2 separate regions of the Ovis aries genome follow, and region 2 is linked to region 1. A link is a contact called in public Hi-C data. All regions are on one chromosome and are shown on one strand. Each heading gives the region's core, a stretch centred on a gene start, on an enhancer-like site or on the middle of the called end of the contact. The rest is flanking DNA. Distances are from core to core; before and after follow the strand shown.

Evidence for each region. A called contact is a pair of places that touch in the nucleus more often than the background predicts.
Region 2: a Hi-C map of hypothalamus shows a contact between it and region 1, with 3 times the contacts expected there. The contact joins two enhancer-like sites. A contact is called at or near these places in 2 of 16 Hi-C or Micro-C datasets (hypothalamus and muscle).

The regions. Positions count from the first base shown.
Region 1 is chr4:82,108,190-82,113,235 of ARS-UI_Ramb_v3.0, forward strand. All of the region lies in intron 11 of SUGCT (succinyl-CoA:glutarate-CoA transferase), which reads right to left. Among named protein-coding and RNA genes, the nearest start is that of SUGCT, 470 kb to the right of the region's middle. Within about 2 kb of position 3,447, at least 4 of the 54 cell types and tissues checked have an H3K27ac peak or open chromatin away from gene starts, as enhancers often do. A contact at or near this core is called in hypothalamus, where this site is marked.
Region 2 is chr4:82,411,266-82,416,454 of ARS-UI_Ramb_v3.0, forward strand. All of the region lies in intron 8 of SUGCT (succinyl-CoA:glutarate-CoA transferase), which reads right to left. Among named protein-coding and RNA genes, the nearest start is that of SUGCT, 170 kb to the right of the region's middle. Within about 2 kb of position 2,301, at least 7 of the 54 cell types and tissues checked have an H3K27ac peak or open chromatin away from gene starts, as enhancers often do. A contact at or near this core is called in hypothalamus, where this site is marked.

The DNA of each region.
Region 1 (5,046 bases), core at 2,197-4,696:
GTCCCCTCCTTCTTGAACCTCCTTCCCACCCCCTACCCCATCACATCCCACCCCTCTACGTTGTCACAGAGTACTGGGCTGAGCTCGCTGCATTATGCAACAACTTCTCACTAGCCATTTATTTTACTTATGACAATGTATATGTGTCAGTGCTACCCTCTCAATTCCTCCCACCTTCTCCTTCCCCCACTGTGTCCACAAGTCTGTCCTCTATGTCTCTCTGTTCTTACCCTGAAAACAGGTTCATCGGTACCATCTTTCTAGTTTCCACATATATGTGCTTAATATATGATATTTGTTCTTCTCTTTCTGACTTACTTCACTCTCTATAACAGGCTCTTGGTTGGCCCACCTCAGTAGAACTGACTCAAATTCATTACTTTTTCCATAACATTTCATGATACATTTGAATCCCAGTTCTGTAATTCACAAGGTCTATGACCTTAAGAAAATAACTTCACCCCACTAAGCCTTAATTTTCTCTTTTCTTACATATGCAGTACTCAAATACTACTCACTTCCTTGGCAGGGTTGGGAGGATTAAAAGAGATGGCATATGTAAAATACTTAGCAAATTTCTTAGCAGAGAGTGAGCAGTCAGCAAGTTTTAGCTGCTACTACTACTAAGATTATTACTTATATCCAGTGAGTAATCCTTATGTTCTTAGGTACCTAACACAATGCCCATAAATATAAAGGAATCAATAATGTTCACTAACTAAACTTAGTTTTATGGCTAATTGAAATTTTACACTACTCCATGTAATTACAAATCAAACTTTTAAAACACCATTATTCAAACTCAGAAATACTGGGTTAGTCATCATATAAGACTGGGAAATCTAAGTTAAACAAAATCAGTACTTTCTTTCCTGCAGAACTTCTCTGACCCTTTAATGTGACAATGTGAGTTATTAATCCCCTAAAGAGGCATAAGATACAGCCTGCAGTGCTTCTTAAATTTACTGGGCAGTTTCCTCATCTATAAAACATAAGATTTTACAGCATAATCTCTAAATTCCTCCCTCCTCATTAAGAGATTAGAATTCTAGGCATTTTTTTAGAACCAGTTATGCCTATGAATATAGACTTTAAAATGAAGGGACTTCCCTGGTGGTCCAGTGGCTAAGATTCCACATTTCTAATGCAGGGGGCCTGGGTTCAATCCCTGGTCGGAAAACTAGACCCCACATGACACAACTAAAACCTGGTGCAGGCAAATAAATAAAAATAAATAAATATTTTATTAAATAAAAATAAATCCATTGATTTTAAGAAAATAAATGTTGATTCCCTCAAGATCAGAAGAAATTAGATCTTTTTCCATTTTCCCAACCCAAATGCCACCCAAAATGAACCCAATCTTTTATTAAATGGAAATGCACAATGTGAACACAATCTTTGACACTTTATCACATTTATAGCTTAATCGAGGCTTAACCTATATAGACCAAATTCATGCAGAGTTTATTTTTAAGTCATTTCTGATTTAATATGATTTTTTGAAAACATACATTGACATAAATCCAAGATGCTAAAGTTAATGAACTCCACAAAGAAGACTCGAGACTCTATCACGTAGAAGTACATTTAAAAATAAAATAAAATAAAAACTTACTTCTGAATAGGTTTCTCATTAAGAGCCAAAACCCACATCCTTGACAACATTTGATATTTAAAAAGGAGGTATTAAAATAGTCACCTTACTCTACTAAGTAAAATAGAACATGAAATGTTCCAAGTTTGCTTCTATCCCCCTGTCTCTATGAAGACTCTTTGTGGCATTCTCACTGGTTCCTCAGGCTCACGCTGGTGAGTCCCAAATCTTCCCCATTAGCCATTGCCTCTCCTTGAGCTCAAGATTCATCTTTCCATACCCACATACAGTGGGTATCCTTACATACAGTCATCTCAAACTCATGACTATGAGTCATTTTCTGCTCACCCTGGTATCATTGTTGAATCTACTAGTCAAGCCTTCCTCCTTTCATTCATCTTTTTCATTCTCTATACCCAGTGGATTTCCTCAGTTTTCCAATTAATCCCTTCCCCTGGATCTCCACCCTCATTCCTTTTTCTTTTCTACTGCAACAGTTTGTTAAATAGCCTCCTATTGGTATTTTGACATTCCTTTACCCCTTATCCATTTTCTACTATCTGGAGATATTTCTAAACTGAAGGATAAAGACTTCCCTGGTTCACTGGTTAAGAATTCTCCTGCCAATGCAGGGGACACAGGTTCAGTCTCTGACAGGGAAACTAAGATCCCACATGCTTTGGGGAAACTAAACCCACACTCCCCAATGAAAGATCCTGTATGATGCAACTAAGACCCAATGCAGCCAAAAATAAATAAATTTTTTTAAATGGAGAGCAGTCATTATATTCTCCTGGTTACACTGCTCCCATGACTTCCCATATCCAGCTGAATAAAATCCAATCTGCTTAGCATGTTGGTTAAGGCCCTTCATAAGCTAGCTCTAAACTACCGCTCTAGGCTTGCTCCACTCTCCACTTAATGGACTTCAGCCTCTCAACAGGCTCTGCTTTCTTGAGTCACACACAGGACCACTCCTTCACTCTACCACCTACTATCTGCTGTTGACCGCTTTGCCCAACAGGCAAACACACAAACATCTCTCAGTATTCACCTTTCTATCCTATGAAGTATACCTTAACTTCTGTACCTTTATAGCGTTGTTATCTCAACCTCAGTGCTTTCCAAACAACTTGTCCCTTTCTTATTAATATTAAAGCTCTTTTTCCTCGATTTTTGACTGTGCTTCATGGCATGCAGGGTTTTAACCCTGATCAGGGATTGAACCCTGTGCCAACTACAGTGGGGGTGCAGTCCTATCCACTGGACTGCCAGGGAAGTCCCATTAATGCCCTTTTATATAAGGTCTCCCTCTGGACTGAGCTTCTCGGTTATCCAAACGTCTCTTTCATCCTCCATCGCCTAGTGCCCTGCACAACCCTGCACAGTACCTGGTATATATAATGCTTGTTGAATCACAAAAAAATAAGTAAGCACATGAAATTCGAAAGAAGTTTTAAGCCCTGAAATTGGAATATATATACATATATATATATATATATGTGTGTATATACACATATATATATAAACTAGGCTACAGATAGGGAAAGTGTTCAAATACATCAAAAATCTTCTAAGGCAAAGAGAGGAATCAGGTGGGTATGGAGTTGACCCGGGTGGAACGTAAAATGAGTTCTTGTTTGTTTTCTCAGGTCAGACTTGAAATTATGCTCAACAACCTAACTCTCTGTATTCATGACCACCATCTTGCACCAGCATAGTATCGCTCCTGAGAAGAAAATCGGCCCCTGAAAACGCATTTCAAAAGCTTGAAATGCGTTAATGTGGTGGCTGCAGGTGTTGCTCTGTCCAGCAGAGGGCGCATAGCCCCCAACACCGAGTAAGGCGGGTCAAGGAAGCCCGCGGGGCGGGGGTGAAGTTGTTCAAGGAACCATAGCCTCCAAATCCAGGTCAACGCACTGACCTCCTGTCCTCGCCTGCTCCCCAGCACTCTGTTCTATTCTTCCCACTCACAATGAGGTGTTAGTGAGCTTCCAGATATCAAGCACACCAGTTTTGCAGCAAATGGGAAGAGGGCAAAGGGGAGGCTGTTCACTGAGGGGTGTGATAATTTCTTGGAAAAGGAAACTCACTCGCTCCTACTGAGCATCATGGCTTACAGAAAGCATCTCAAACTGGTTCTATCTTACAATCTGATTCCTTTCCTTTGAAAGTGGATAGGGGATTCAAAATGTCCCTCCCTCAACTGGAAGGAAAATGATTTTCTGCCCTTAATGATTTAGCATAGATATCTTAGGGTTCAGAAGGGTTACACTAAGGTCATCAAGCTATTAAAAGGATGAATGGGGGTAAACTCCTTCCCTTGAATATATATTTACATTTTATGAGGGATAACTAGTAGAAGAGGAGGGGAAAATATGCCATCCTTTCACATTCTAAAGACAGATGCTTCTCTTGTCCAACTTCAGAATAAGGGCCAGTGATCTGGGAAGACAAACTGAAAATTGATAATAAACCAGATTCAGGTCACTCTCAAGGAACCCACAGCCATCCCCACTGTGCTTTGTTTGAGGAGAACAGAGTAACATCACAGTCCTTATGGTGAGCTTGTTTGTCTGCTATTAACCCCAAAACCTGTTGAGAGGAGGCAGATAGAGAAAACTACTTGTTAACACCAAGAAAAGGCACACGGAGTATTATCTTATCCCTTCAAAAAACACCTCAGGCAGAGAGGAGACATCTTCATGGAATCTTGTCCCTGCACTGAGGAGGCCCTGTTCTCTCCTGTGCAAAGGTCTAGGAAGCAAAATGGGGACTGACTGATAGAAGGGTGTGGGTGCTTCCAGCTACCTGGAGAAGAGAGTAGAGAGCTGGGGAGTGGTGAAGGACCACCATTTATACAGACTACAAGTCCTAGAACCATCTAAACTCAGAATAAAACCTCAAGTGAACCAACTTGCAATCCTACTTTTCAGTATAAAAGCCTGGTGTAACTCACTGTAAATCATGCTAAGCAGTGTGATTTTATCTTGATATCTTAAGAAGCCATTGAAGAATTTTAAATAGGAAGTCACATGATTAGGTTTGCATGTTGGGATGATCACTCTAGAAACAGCAGACAATGGAGTAAGCTTATACATATCAAATATGAAATGTTAAATCAGATGCCATGCTTATTAATTAGCCTAAGGCATAGCAAGACCATGAGTTGAATTTTGAAAAACAGGACATACTAAACGAGATTGGGATGTTTCTTCCATTTCTAGTCTACTTCTCTTGCCCTAGACCCAAGTTCCCCTGCCTTGCACAGGCTTAATGGCCATCATTTATACAGACTCCAAGTCCTAGAACCATCTAAACTCAGAATGAAATCTCAAGGGAACTGATTTGCAATCCTACTTTTCAATATAGAAGTATCATTTCTTATACAGGAACTTAATTTTAATCTCACAGATATCTTTGGCTTTGCTAATTGTTGAAACCATCAC
Region 2 (5,189 bases), core at 1,051-3,550, 300 kb after region 1:
GCTGCTAACTAGGTGATGTTCCAGGGACCCCTGAGATAGAAGTTACAGCTATTCAAAGCCTAGAGTTCCTCTCCGAATCAAAAAGGTCATTCCAAAGCAGTAAAGATTGTAAAGAGCAGGTGATCCAGAACTTATATTGCAAAAAATTCATTTCAGATTTCAGTTTTGCATCTCCAAGTTTGTTTCTCTTGAGAAATAGGTGAATAGGACCCTGGGCCAGCCTTTGGATATGGCTGTACCAAACACACTAACCGTGCTAACTAGTCTCCATTCTGCTGAACTTGACCACCACTGTATGACACTGAGGGGAATTTTCCCTGAGGATTTCAGTGTGGGTTGTAAACAGAACTTCTCTCCTTATTCCAATGCTAGGATCAAGGATCAATAGTCTCCCTACCACTGGGCATTGAACTGATTTGCTCACTGGCCACCCATCTACACACACACACAAACACACACACACACACTCGCCAGGTAGAGGGAAATGACAGCTCCTTGACTTGGAGCTGTCCTCTGGTGGAGGAAAAGTGTAGGAACAAGGGCTCCTGCCACGGTTGGTGGACTGTATTTTAACAACTGAAAGATGAGGACAAGAGCTAGAGGAGTAGGAATAATAACTGGGATAATATACACCTATGGTGTATGTTATGCTGAACACACAGCATGTCTGATTCTAGGCTACATACTTTATCTATGCTGTCTGCTTAAATCATTACCACCACCCATGAGGCAGCTAAGATTACAAATGAAGAAACTGAGGCTTGGTGAAATGAAGCAATTTGCCCAAGGTCTGTCTGAATCCAAGGCCCATGCTTTTAAATAATATATCAAAAACATGCTGCTATCTCTGGTAGCATCTGCAACTTTAGCAGCAACAGTTAAAAAGGAAATTTAACAGTGATGGGGATGGTGGTATAAAATCCTATCAACTGCAGAAGTAGAAATTTAGACCCTGGCTAGGGATGGAAAATGAGCCTAAAAGGCTCAATGATTTTAGATATCATTTTTTTAAAATGAAACTGATTCTTGGTAACATTCTTTAAAAAGTTAATTCTGCACCAGGTCATCAGGAATCATGTAATAATAAAACATTGCAAAAGGACTCTAAAGAGTCAAAGTAAATACTATGGCCACCTTAATTATTTTGAACAAAAGGAAGTTATATTTAAGCTAAAACCATGTTGTTTTCACATCAATGTTTGCTAGGCTGAAATCAAATTAAACTTTTTACTCATTTACTGATATTATAGATTACAAATGCCTCTCCCACACACCAAGAAGAGGAAGTACACACAAAAACACAAAACACACCCAAGTCCACACACACACACACACACACACACACACATATACACACACCTGCTACTCTACTACTTGTCTGCTACCCTTGTTAACTGAAACAGATAAAACACACACACACACATCAGACTCAAAGGGAGAAGAATTTTGCAAGGGTTGATTTATTTCAAGAAGTAACTTTTCTCAAACTGGGCATCCAGCAGAAAATTGGATCCTCTAAAGCATAGTCCTTAGCCCTTTCACCCCTCATTCCTAATATTCAGACCTAACTAGCTGTTAACAGGACCTGTCCTAGGGGCCTCATATGTCTCTGAAAGTACAGCATCTCCCTCTGGATCTTACTATACCTGTAAATGGCCTTTATATTCATTTTCATGACTGAAACTAACTAACACCCTTCAAGATTACACTTGGGACACTTCTTTCTAAGCAGAAGTAGATTTCTTTGTAAAACCACCTCTGAGATATCCCCAAGAATTCAGAAAGGTCTGCCCTTCCTCCAACAATCACACAGAAGGGGATGATAATTTCAGAGTACAGCCTTGCTTTCTTTCTGCTCTCAATCATTTCTACAGAGATCAAACCTGTCCATTTAGTCTGTGTCGCTGTTTTGAGCAGGCCAAGATGCTGTTCTCTAAGTGAACCAGTCAGTCAGAGAAACTGGCAGCATAGGCTATGCTAAGGTTATATAATGACAGAGCTCACCCAAGCAATAGGAGGCTTAAAGGAGGGGAAAATGGAAGGCACAAGTACTAACTCCACAAAATGAAAATCATTCCTAGGACTCTCTCTCCAGGACTGTGAACCACCAAGAAGAGTAGTTTTACCTTACATAATCAACATGTGTATCAGTAGCTCTATGGATGGGGAGGAAATCACCTAATAACATGTTCATATTCACAGATTCTTCCAAGTTCCCACTTTGCGGGGCCGGTGTTGTTGGGGCCGGGGGCGGGGGGGGGGGGGGGGGGGGGGGGGCGCTGGCCTTCCTATTACCAGGTTACAAGAATGACATCTAGTGGACTCATAGTGCAATGACCAAAAGAATTTCTCATACACTTGAGAGCTGACTTCTTAAAATCTAACATGAGAATACATCACCTGGAGATCTTGTTAAAGCTCAGATTCTAGTTCAGTAGAATAAATAAGAATCTAACATTTCTAACAAGCTTCCACGTAATTCTGATGCCACTGCTTCATGAAGTGACAAAGACCTGGCATTTCACACCTGCTTTCACACTCAAGAAAGAGAAGAGGCAAGACACACCTGAAAATAACTTCCCAGTTAAAATTAGGAGAATGAAGACCAGGATTGACATATATGCGCTAATATGTATAAAGGGGACTTCCCAAATGAATCAATGGATAAAGAATCCACCTACGGAGCAGGAGACATAGGAGATTCAGGTTCAATCCCTGGGTCGGGAAGATCCCCTGGAGGAGGGCATGGCAACCCACTCCAGTATTCTTGCCTGGAGAATCTCATGGGTAGAGGAGCCTGGCATGCTGCAGTGCACAGGGTCGCAAAGAGTCAGACACAACTGAAGTGACGAAGCACAAGCATGTATCAAATAGAAAACCAATAAGGACCTGCTGCATATAGCACAGGGGATTTTACTCAGCGCTCTGTAAAGGCCAATATGGGAAAAGAATCTAAAAAAGGGTGGATACGTGTGTATGTGTAACTGATTTACTTTACTGTATACGTAAAACTAACACAACATAAATCAACTATACCCTGATAAAAAATTTTAATAATAATAAAATAAAATTAGGTCAAATGAATTATTAACATGATTTTTGAAAAACCTAAGATCATGGCATCTGGTCCCATCACTTCATGGGAAATAGATGGGGAAACAGTGGAAACAGTGTCAGACTTTATTTTTTGGACTCCAAAATCAGTGCAGATGGTGACTGCAGCCATGAAATTAAAAGACGCTTACTCCTTGGAAGGAAAGTTATGACCAACCTAGATAGCATATTGAAAAGCAGACACATTACTTTGCCAACAAAGGTCCATCTAATCAAGGCTATGATTTTTCCAGTGGTCATGTATAGATGTGAGAGTTGGACTGTGAAGAAAGCTGAGTGCCGAAGAATTGATGCTTTTGAACTGTGGTGTTGGAGAAGACTCTTGAGAGTCCCTTGGACTGCAAGGAGATCCAACCAGTCCATTCTGAAGGAGATCAGTCCTGGGTGTTCATTGGAAGGACTGATGCTAAAGCTGAAAGTTCAATACTTTGGCCACCTCATGTGAAGAGTTGATTCATTGGAAAAGACCCTGATGCTGGGAGGGATTGGGGGCAGGAGGAGAAGGGGACGACAGACGATGAGATGGCTGGATGGCATCACTGACTCGATGGACAGGAGTTTGCGTAAATTCCGGGAGTTGGTGATGGACAGGGAGGCCTGGCGTGCTGCGATTCATGGGGTCGCAAAGAGTCGGATACAACTAAGTGACTTAACTGAACTGAACTGAACTGAGCCCTACTCAGCTTGCACACATAGCAACTCCTCTGTCTGAGCACATTCCCTGCAGCAAAACCCCTTCCCCTAAATGCCAGAAACAGAACTAGGAGGGGAGAGACCATACTTCACAGCCACATTTATATATGTGGACATGATGTGCTCGAGTCTCCAACATACATACGTTAACTTCAGAACTTAACATCATATAGCTTTTCTTTCACTGTATCCTTTTGAGCCCAATACTGAGTTGTATTATAAGAGTAATTTGTACCACATCAGAACAAAGTTCTTTCCCCCCAGGTAAACTGCACCTGAGCAGGGAGCCATCAGGATATTGTATCAGTGCTAAGCACACCTACTCAGGATTTCAACGGCATTTGCCCTGGACATCCCCAGGTCCAGCTGTTTCTGGAATCCAGTCTCACATGATTAACCTGAGCCAAAGAGCCTTGCTTTTCAGTCACTAAGTCGTGTCCGACTCCTTCTGACCCCATGGACTGCAGCCCACCAGGCTTCTCTGTCCTTCACTATCTCCTGGAGTTTGCTCAAACTCATGTCCATTGAGTCGGTGATGCTATCTAACCATCTCATCCTCTGTCATCCCCTTCTCCTCTTGCCCTCAATCTTTCCCAGCACCAGGCTCTTTTCCAATGAGTCAGCTGTTCACATCAGGTGGCCAAATTATTGGAGCTTCAGCATCAGTCCTTCCAGTGAAAATTCAGGGTTGATTTCCTTTAGGACTGACTGGTTTGATCTCCTTACTGTCTAAGGGGATCTCAAGAGTCTTCTCCAGCACCACAACTTGAAAGCAAAGAGCCTAGGCCTCTGCACAGAGATACCAGGCTAGACTCTCAACTGGGAGGTAACGTGTGTGCTCCTCCACAGAGGGCCTCTGCGAGGCCTCATACAAACTCCTGCCAAAACCTCCATCTCAGCTGGATTAGACCCTTTACTGATTCTAGGAACCACCAACAAGAAGGAAACACACACAGAGATGTGTAAAAAACACACTTTTTGGTCCTGTGGGACCTTCAGTACAGGTCGCTTGTTCTATTACAAATAATCATTGTTAAGTGATGGACCCTGTTTTCCAAATAAACAAAAAGTGGAGCTGCTCTGATTGAAATGGGGTTGGAGCACTTGCATATCTGCCTATCTGGCTTCTGCCCTACCCCATGCTCTTTCTCTCCTCCCCATGTTCACTTCTTCCCACCCCAATTCCTGCCAAAGCCTCCAAAACTCACAGAAATACCACTTGGAAACCAGAAACTATAAGCCTCACAATAGCTAAGGCCATCTCAAGCTCCTCTACTGCTCAAGGACAGTACTGTTCCCATGACATAGATGGAGCAGGAGATGGCTATTCCACTATAACTTGATTTTAAATCTACTACAAATTTAGCATAGGCAATCAGAGG